3 separate regions of the Zea mays genome follow, and all the other regions are linked to region 3. The links are chromatin contacts, called in public Hi-C maps. All regions are on one chromosome and are shown on one strand. Each heading gives the region's core, a stretch centred on a gene start, on an enhancer-like site or on the middle of the called end of the contact. The rest is flanking DNA. Distances are from core to core; before and after follow the strand shown. Region 1 holds the start of LOC732750. Region 2 holds the start of LOC542238 (amylose extender 1). Region 3 holds the start of LOC103627235 (pentatricopeptide repeat-containing protein).

What was found. Hi-C and Micro-C count contacts between places; a contact is called where the count stands out from the background.
Region 1: a contact with region 3 is called in a Hi-C map of ear, with 3 times the contacts expected there. The contact joins the promoter of LOC732750 here to the promoter of LOC103627235 in region 3. A contact is called at or near these places in 4 of 25 Hi-C or Micro-C datasets (ear, leaf and tassel).
Region 2: a Hi-C map of leaf shows a contact between it and region 3, with 4 times the contacts expected there. The contact joins the promoter of LOC542238 here to the promoter of LOC103627235 in region 3. A contact is called at or near these places in 3 of 25 Hi-C or Micro-C datasets (ear, leaf and tassel).

Annotation. Positions count from the first base shown.
Region 1 is chr5:171,841,810-171,844,509 of Zm-B73-REFERENCE-NAM-5.0, reverse strand. It overlaps LOC732750, which reads left to right and starts at 1,386. Exons shown (of 1, transcript NM_001112379.2): 1 at 1,386-2,700. The coding sequence starts at 1,751.
Region 2 is chr5:171,768,424-171,771,123 of Zm-B73-REFERENCE-NAM-5.0, reverse strand. It overlaps LOC542238 (amylose extender 1), which reads left to right and starts at 1,315. Exons shown (of 22, transcript NM_001426901.1): 1 at 1,315-1,529; 2 at 1,636-1,781; 3 at 2,026-2,180. The coding sequence starts at 1,418.
Region 3 is chr5:171,977,949-171,980,648 of Zm-B73-REFERENCE-NAM-5.0, reverse strand. It overlaps LOC103627235 (pentatricopeptide repeat-containing protein), which reads left to right and starts at 1,316. Exons shown (of 1, transcript XM_008647524.4): 1 at 1,316-2,700. The coding sequence starts at 1,460.

The sequences.
Region 1 (2,700 bases), core at 137-2,636, 140 kb after region 3:
ATTTCGCCACCCAGCCGGGAATTTCCTCTCCGACACACGTATCTTAATATTTACAAATAAACAATAATTATATTTGAATAAATATCTCAATACTTATTTATATGATATATAACAATCGTAGCAAAGCACATGCAAATGGTCAGTCAGTAATTACGAAGGAATAACGAGCTATTCATACATGATAATGTGTTAGAACTAGAGAGCGAGAAACGAACTATTCATATTTCTAATAAATACTCTCTCTATCCTAAATTAAAATTCGTTTTAGATAATTAATAAATCCATATAATATTTGATGTGTGTTTTACTCACGTGTCTAGATTCATCATCGTCCATTTAAATATAGACATAAAAAACAAGTGCTAAAACGACTAATATTTTAAGACAAAAGTAGTAGTATACATGTCATATTTAAACACTTACATGTTAGAGAGAATATGTGAAAAACACTTATTTACGTTTGTAGGAACTAAAGTTTTATTATGTGTCCTATCAAATATTTATATGTCAAATATAAGCATTAAATATAATTTAATTATAAAAGTATTTATATAGGTAAAGATGAGACAAAAATTTAAAACCTAACTAATCTATAATTAGTAAATATTTACTGTAGCATCATATTAGTAAATCATAGAATAGTTAGGTTTACTAGATTCGTCTTGTGGTTTAGTTTTATAATTAGTTTTATTATTAAATTATAATTTAATACTTGTACCTCGTATCTAAATATTCGATGTGTTTAGCAGAGGGAAAACAACGAGTCATTAATTCTCAACTAGAGGCAAAGCTCGGTTGTCCTCTCCAAAAGGAACGGCAACTTTCGTTTCTGCAATTTACCAAGAATGCTACGTTCCAATTTTTCTATAATTATATGGCTTAATCTCGTCCACGTGGATAGTAGTACCACGAGTAAAAATAATCAAAATAACCTACTGTATACGCGCCGTGAAAGCCGTGCAGTCTCTGCACATAGGAAGACTCGCCGTGCCGCATTTATCTCGGTCCCGTATCCCAAGAACTCATCAACAGTGGAGAGTTGAAATCACCGTGACCATCAATCAGACCATGAATAAAACTCCAGTAGCGTACAGTATTGGAATAAATAAAGAATAATAAAGAATACTGGGAAGGTTACACGCCGGGCCTGGACAAGAACGAGATGGCCGCCCGGTTTGCCGGCCCGGAAGACGTGCGAGCACGCAGTACGCACACACGGTCCAGGCCTCCATCCAACAACCCCAGGCGGAGTGGCAAACGCGACGCCCGCACGCCAAACGGCACGGCACCGCACGTCCACCACTTCTCCGGCGCCCTCCTCCCCAACGCCCGCCCCAAAATTTCCCGGCGGTCCGGCCGGCCGAAGCCGCGAAACCAAACCCGGGTCAACAGCCGACAGCCCATTGTCCAGACTCATAAGAGAGACGAAGCCCATAAAGAAAAGGGATTCACCGGCTCACCGCTCACATAAACACACACCCCGCTTCCTCTTTCCCCTATTCCCGACACCACTCACACGGTCACACCCTCGCATCCTGCGATCCCATATCAATTCCCGTCCCCACTCGCCGTCGACGCAGGTCGCACTCCAGCTCCAGCGCGCCGCGCGGTGCTGCTCTCCCCGCCCATGTGACGCGAGTCGCGCCCCGCCCCCCACAGTCAGCAGTCCGAGACCCCAATCCGCGGCGCCGGGCGGGGGGAACCAGGAGTGGGCAATAAAAAACCGAGGATTCCGTCCTCTGTGGCGGGGATGGGCCAGGAGGGGATGGGGTACAACAGCAAGGGGGGAGGAGGAGGCGGCGGCGGCGGGGGAGGGCTGCCGATGACGGCGCCGCGGCCGCGGGGCGCGTCGCCGCTCCACCACAGCCGGTCGCGCAAGATCCACCGCACTTTCAACAACCTCAAGATTACCGTGCTCTGCGGCCTCGTCACCATCCTCGTCCTCCGGGGCACCATCGGCCTCAACCTCTCCCTCCCCTCGCAGCCCTCCGACGCCGAAGCGCTCGCGGACGCCAAGGCCGTCGAGGACATCGACCGCATCCTCCGCGAGATCCGCTCCGACTCCGGCCCCGACCCCGACGACGAGGGCGACTTCGGCGCCGCCTCTGGCTTCAACGCCACCGCGCTCAGCGCCACCGAGGCCGCCGCCGCGTACGCGGCCGCGGTCGGCAAATACGCGCTCGGGCCCAAGATCTCCGACTGGGACGCGCAGCGCCGACGGTGGCTGGCCCAGAACCCTGGCTTCCCGGCCACCCTTGCCGGGGGCAAGCCCAGGATTATGCTCGTAACCGGCTCGCAGCCGGGGCCCTGCGACAACCCGCTCGGCGACCACTACCTGCTCAAGACTACCAAGAATAAGATCGATTACTGCCGCCTCCATGGCATCGAGATCGTCCACAACCTCGCGCACCTTGACAACGAGCTCGCCGGATACTGGGCCAAATTGCCGCTGCTCCGCCGCCTCATGCTCTCCCACCCGGAGGTCGAGTGGATCTGGTGGATGGACAGCGACGCGCTCTTCACCGACATGTCGTTCGAGCTGCCCCTGTCACGCTACGACGGCCACAACCTCATCATCCACGGCTACCAGGACCTCCTCTTCGAGAAGCACTCCTGGATTGCACTCAACACCGGCAGCTTCCTCTTCAGGAATTGCCAGTGGTCGCTTGACCTCCTGGACGCGTGGGCGCCCATGGGACC
Region 2 (2,700 bases), core at 66-2,565, 210 kb after region 3:
TTGATGTGTTTGAAGGTGAAGTGGCAGATCTTGCTTAGTCTCCCATGTTTCTCGGTGCGGAAGCAATAAAAAATAATTATAACTTGTATGACCCTACATAACTTTATTAGGGATAGTGCTATACACAACCACGACTTGGAAATTTTGTGTCTGGGAAGCATGTAACTGATGTAGGGGTAACAGAAACTAGTAGTGGACCATTAGGTGAGTTAGACACGAGTGAGTTTCCAGATGACATTTATGCTGCGCTAGTGACATGACCTACCATTTGTATTTCATAGATGTGGCATGAACATGTTTATGTTGTAATGTTCTACGTCAGTGCATTATGTAATTGTGTAATTAATTTAAGGTTGCCCTAGTAGCAATGAAATACAAATCTCCATCGGGATCGGAGGGAATTAAGGTGAAAATGAACTTATTTTCTCTCCAACCCCTTCAATCTCGAAGGGGATTTGAGTTTCCAAACTAGATCCTAAAAGCAAGTATAATAAGGTGATGTAGGCGAGCTGTAGGATATAACACATCAGATTTGTGATGATATGAAAGAAAAAAAATGAAGAGAGAATGAAAGCGAACTGTTGCTCACGGACTCTAAGATATAATATAAGAGGAAGAGATGAGCTAAGTATTAAATGTATAAATATATTTTTAGTTAGTTATATATGATAGGACAATATCATAAAACTCACTTTGTGCCATATCGTTAAACTTGCTGTAGCTTCACCGTTAATCGATAAAAAATATTAAAAAAGCATCTCCCGTTTGCTCGACTGCTCGAGTGTGCAAAAAAAAAGGCACGACGGACCCGCGCGCTGACGCGGTGAGCCGCAAGTCCGCAACGGCGCGGCCGCGCGCTAGGAAAAAAGCCTCGCCCGTGAAGCGAACTCCCTCTCCTTCGACCTTCGTTCTTCCACTGCGGCCTGCGCGACCCGTGCAGCTGCGCGCTCCACCTGGCCGCGCCTGGGGCCCACACCGCCTGGCATCTGGAGCATTGCCCCCGGACTTCGCGCGGCCGCCCGCAGCCCCGCTCCCCACCGAAAAGCGAAGCGCGATTGCCATCCCCACGCCACCGCGAAGCACAAGGTCCCCGCCCTGCACGATCAGCAGGACCTCGCCACGCCGCCGCTGGAGCTGCGCGTGCGCGTGTGCGCTTGGACCGACGCGCAACGGCCTGCCTCGACCGCCCGTGCACGCCACTGCTCATGCAGCCGTCCGCCTCGCCCCCGCCCCGAACTGCCGAGGTCGCGTGAACGCCCACTCCCCTCACCGCTCGTCTCCGTGCTATATAGGCAGCCCGCGCCCCTCCTAATTGTAGCCCTGCAGTCACCCAGAGCAGACCCGGATTTCGCTCTTGCGGTCGCTGGGGTTTTAGCATTGGCTGATCAGTTCGATCCGATCCGGCTGCGAAGGCGAGATGGCGTTCGCGGTTTCTGGGGCGGTGCTCGGTGGGGCCGTAAGGGCTCCCCGACTCACCGGCGGCGGGGAGGGTAGTCTAGTCTTCCGGCACACCGGCCTCTTCTTAACTCGTAATGATCCTGCAACTCCTCCTCCCTCTCTGATCAAGTGTGGGCCTGATTCGGGTCTGTATGCGAGTGTTGTGGTGGTGAACTGGTGAATTGGTGATGCATGCAGGGGGTGCTCGAGTTGGATGTTCGGGGACGCACGGGGCCATGCGCGCGGCGGCCGCGGCCAGGAAGGCGGTCATGGTTCCTGAGGGCGAGAATGATGGCCTCGCATCAAGGGCTGACTCGGCTCAATTCCAGTCGGATGAACTGGAGGTTCGTCATCCACTCGTCACTTTCATGCATTTTATCACATAATTCACCTGAAAGTCTACATCTACATGCATTTCTGATTTTTACCTCTTTTTGGATGCTATTTGAGAACAATGAGACACACGATTAGTGAGATGCCCAAACGGTTAAACGTTCCATGGAGCTCCACAAGTCTGTACTGTACCACCATTTAGAGTTGTCCATACAATCGTCTTCTGAACATTTCGTCTCTTCGGCACGGTTCCAGGTACCAGACATTTCTGAAGAGACAACGTGCGGTGCTGGTGTGGCTGATGCTCAAGCCTTGAACAGAGTTCGAGTGGTCCCCCCACCAAGCGATGGACAAAAAATATTCCAGATTGACCCCATGTTGCAAGGCTATAAGTACCATCTTGAGTATCGGTATGTATTACTTGCTTCTACTGCACCACTACTGAACATTTCAAGACGTTCCCGTCTGTCATGATATATATAAGGGTGTGTTTGGTTGGGGAGTGAGGGAGAATAGAGTGGTTCCATTCTAATTTTCTGGACGTTTAGTTTCCAACAAAATAAGAGTGGAGCGGCTCCTGGATCTCCATATGGAAATTTACTATAAGTAGTTGGAACGCTCCCGCTCCACAAAAACGACCGGATGCGAGCGCTCTCTCGGACGTGAGCGCTCTCCTGGCTCTCCTCCCCTCTACACTCATACGGCTCTCAAACCAAACAAAGAATGGAATGACTCCGCTCTATTCTCGTGACAAGATTCTCGTGTTATCTTAATTCTTGCATACTTTTAGGTGCGTTTGGTTGGGGAGCCACTGGGATGGAGCGGCTCCATTCCAGTTTCTAAAAATTGAGCCATTTCATTCTGTGTTTGACAAGCAGAACGGAACCACTTCATTTTTTGTTTGGTTGAAGAGTAGAATAGAGCGGAGCC
Region 3 (2,700 bases), core at 67-2,566:
CTTAACGATTCTCTTTAGTAAGCCTCACATTTCACATGACCCCACCGTAAGTAAACTCATGCACATTATTCCCCACAACCTGTTGAACGATGAACGTATGTGAACTCACTCTTGTTGTACTCACCCTCAGGTCAAGAACATGTACCGCAAGATAAGGAGCATGAAGGATGTCGCGATGAATTCATGAGAGGTCTAGACCGTCGTCTCCTAGTCAACTATGATTGTGGAGGATCGTTGTCTTCATATGATGTAATTATTTAGCTATTTTGTACAGAACTCCTATTCGATAATAAAGATGTGGCATTCGTTTCTGTACCACGAGTCATCATATGTGTGAGATTTGATCCCAGCACACATTTGTTTGCGCTCGGGTTTGCTATTAAATCTGGGTGTGACGGCTTCAACAGCTCCTAGGCCACTTAGGGCTATAAAAGGAACCCCCCTAAGCGCCATGGAGCAGAACCAAAGCACCCTTTGAGTACACTACAACTCTGAATCTTTGCACCACGTTGTTGACTTGTTAGAGAGAGATTTGGGCGCGTTCTTGAGTTGTAACTTTGTCGTGTTGATTCGTGTGCTCTTCCTTTTTTGTTGTGTGCGTGTTCTTGCTGCGTTGTGCTATTGTGTGCGTTTCTACTCCCATCCTTATTCCGGTTTTGATTGTAATCAACTGTGCAATGCGTCAGAGACTCCAATATGTGGAGATTCCTCGTAAAGGGATATTGATATAAGGAAGACATATGTGAAACTCAAATGTGATCTTTGGATCACTTGAGAGGGGTTGAGTGCAACACTTGAACAAAGGAGGTTAACACAACGTGGAGTAGGCATTGGCTGATCCACTGTAAAAATCGTTGTGTCACTTGTTCATTTTACTTATTGTGATTATTGTCTTTGAGTTCTCTACTCACTTGCATTATTACTCCTAAATTTAATACTCATCTTGAAGAAGCAATCAAGTAAAGGAGTTCTCTACTCACTTGCATGTCCCGGGTAAGCATGCAAGGATGGTATTAACCAAAGTTTACATTCACTACCTAAACTAATGATAGAATATCCTTTGGATAATGTTGTTGTAGATGCTCTTGGAGCTAATTTGGCTCTCGTAAGCTGGCGAGGAGCTTGTTCCCAGCGCCGCGAGGCAAGCTCCGAAGCTCAGCAAAAACAACCAATGAACCAATCACGCTGCTGTGCCGAGGGCTGAGGCTGCTCCCGAGGAGGACGGATGGGCGACGACGTGCAAAACTACAAACAAATGCATCGAAGGGCGAAGGAAAGTTGTCTCAATGCGTGGGCCTTGGCTGGCATGGGCTGGAGGCCCAGAAATAGATGACCGCATCGTAAGAAAAACAAGGAGTGGAGAGGAGAGCCCAACTAAAATAAACCTTATCCCCGTCGTCCTCCTGTCCACTCCATTCAGACCCTCGTGACGTCTCCGATCGCAGCGATTCAGCCTCCAATGGCGCTTCCTCCTCCTCCTCACTCGCTGCCGCGCGCTTCCAGCTTCACGAGCAGCGCCGTCACCCCCGAGTCCCCACGCAGGGGCAGCCACAGACCCAATAATACGTTCGTCCCAAACGCCTCCACCACTGCCGCCGCCGCGGCGCAGCTCTCGCTGCTCCGCGCCCACGCCCGCGCCGGCCGGATGCAGCCCGCGCGGGAGGTGTTCGACGCAATGCCGGATCGAGGGAGGTCCCTCGTCGCCTGGACCACGCTCATGTCCGGGTACGCCACCCACGGCCCAGCCTCCGAGGCGCTCGAGCTGCTCCTCTGCATGCTCGGCCTTCTCGTCAGACCAGACGCCTTCGTCTTCTCCGTCGCGCTGCGCGCCTGCGCCGCCGTGGGGAGCCTCCGGCTCGGCAGGCAGCTCCACGGCGCCGTCGCCAAGCTCGGGTACGTGGGCGTTGACCTCTTCGTGGCCAACGGCCTCGTCACCATGTACTCGAGCTGCCAGTCCCTCCCCTGCGCCGAGAAGGTCTTCGGCAGTATCGCCTCTCCTGACCTGGTCTCGTGGACCTCCATGCTCAGTGCGTACACCGAGAACGGACGTGACGCCGAAGCACTGGTGCTGTTCATGGAGATGGCCCGTGGTGGCGTCGCTTGCGACGCTTTTACGCTGTCGGTGGCGCTAAGGGCAGCTTCGAGTCTGGGTCACGTGGGAGTGGGGCTGGGCCATCAGCTACACTGCTGCATGATCAAGATGGGGTTGGTCGGCAAGGAGTTCCTGGATAACTGTCTGATTGGGTTCTACGGACGGTCAGGTGAACTGCAGCTGATGAGGAACGTGTTCGATGAGATGAATGGCAAAGATTTGGTTTCTTGGAACACCGTAATCCAGTGCTATGCGGAAAACCTGTGCCACGAAGAAGCCTCAGCTCATTTTCGTGCTATGATGTTTGAATTCGCAGAGTGCGACGAGTTTACGCTCGGCAGCATTCTTCAGGTCGTGACCAGAACTGGTGCTTTTGGTCATGGTATGGAAATACACGGCTACCTCATCAGAGCCGGTTTGGACTCCGACAAGCACGTTATGAGCGCTCTCATGGATATGTACGTCAATTGGGCGAGTCTTGGTAAGACGCACCGGGTGATTCCTCTGAGAATGCTAAAATACTATCTGACAATCCAGGGCAAGCTGGATCAGTTCATCGTGGCAAGCAGTCTGAAGTCATGTGCTTCTGGCCTAGATCTGCTGGCAGG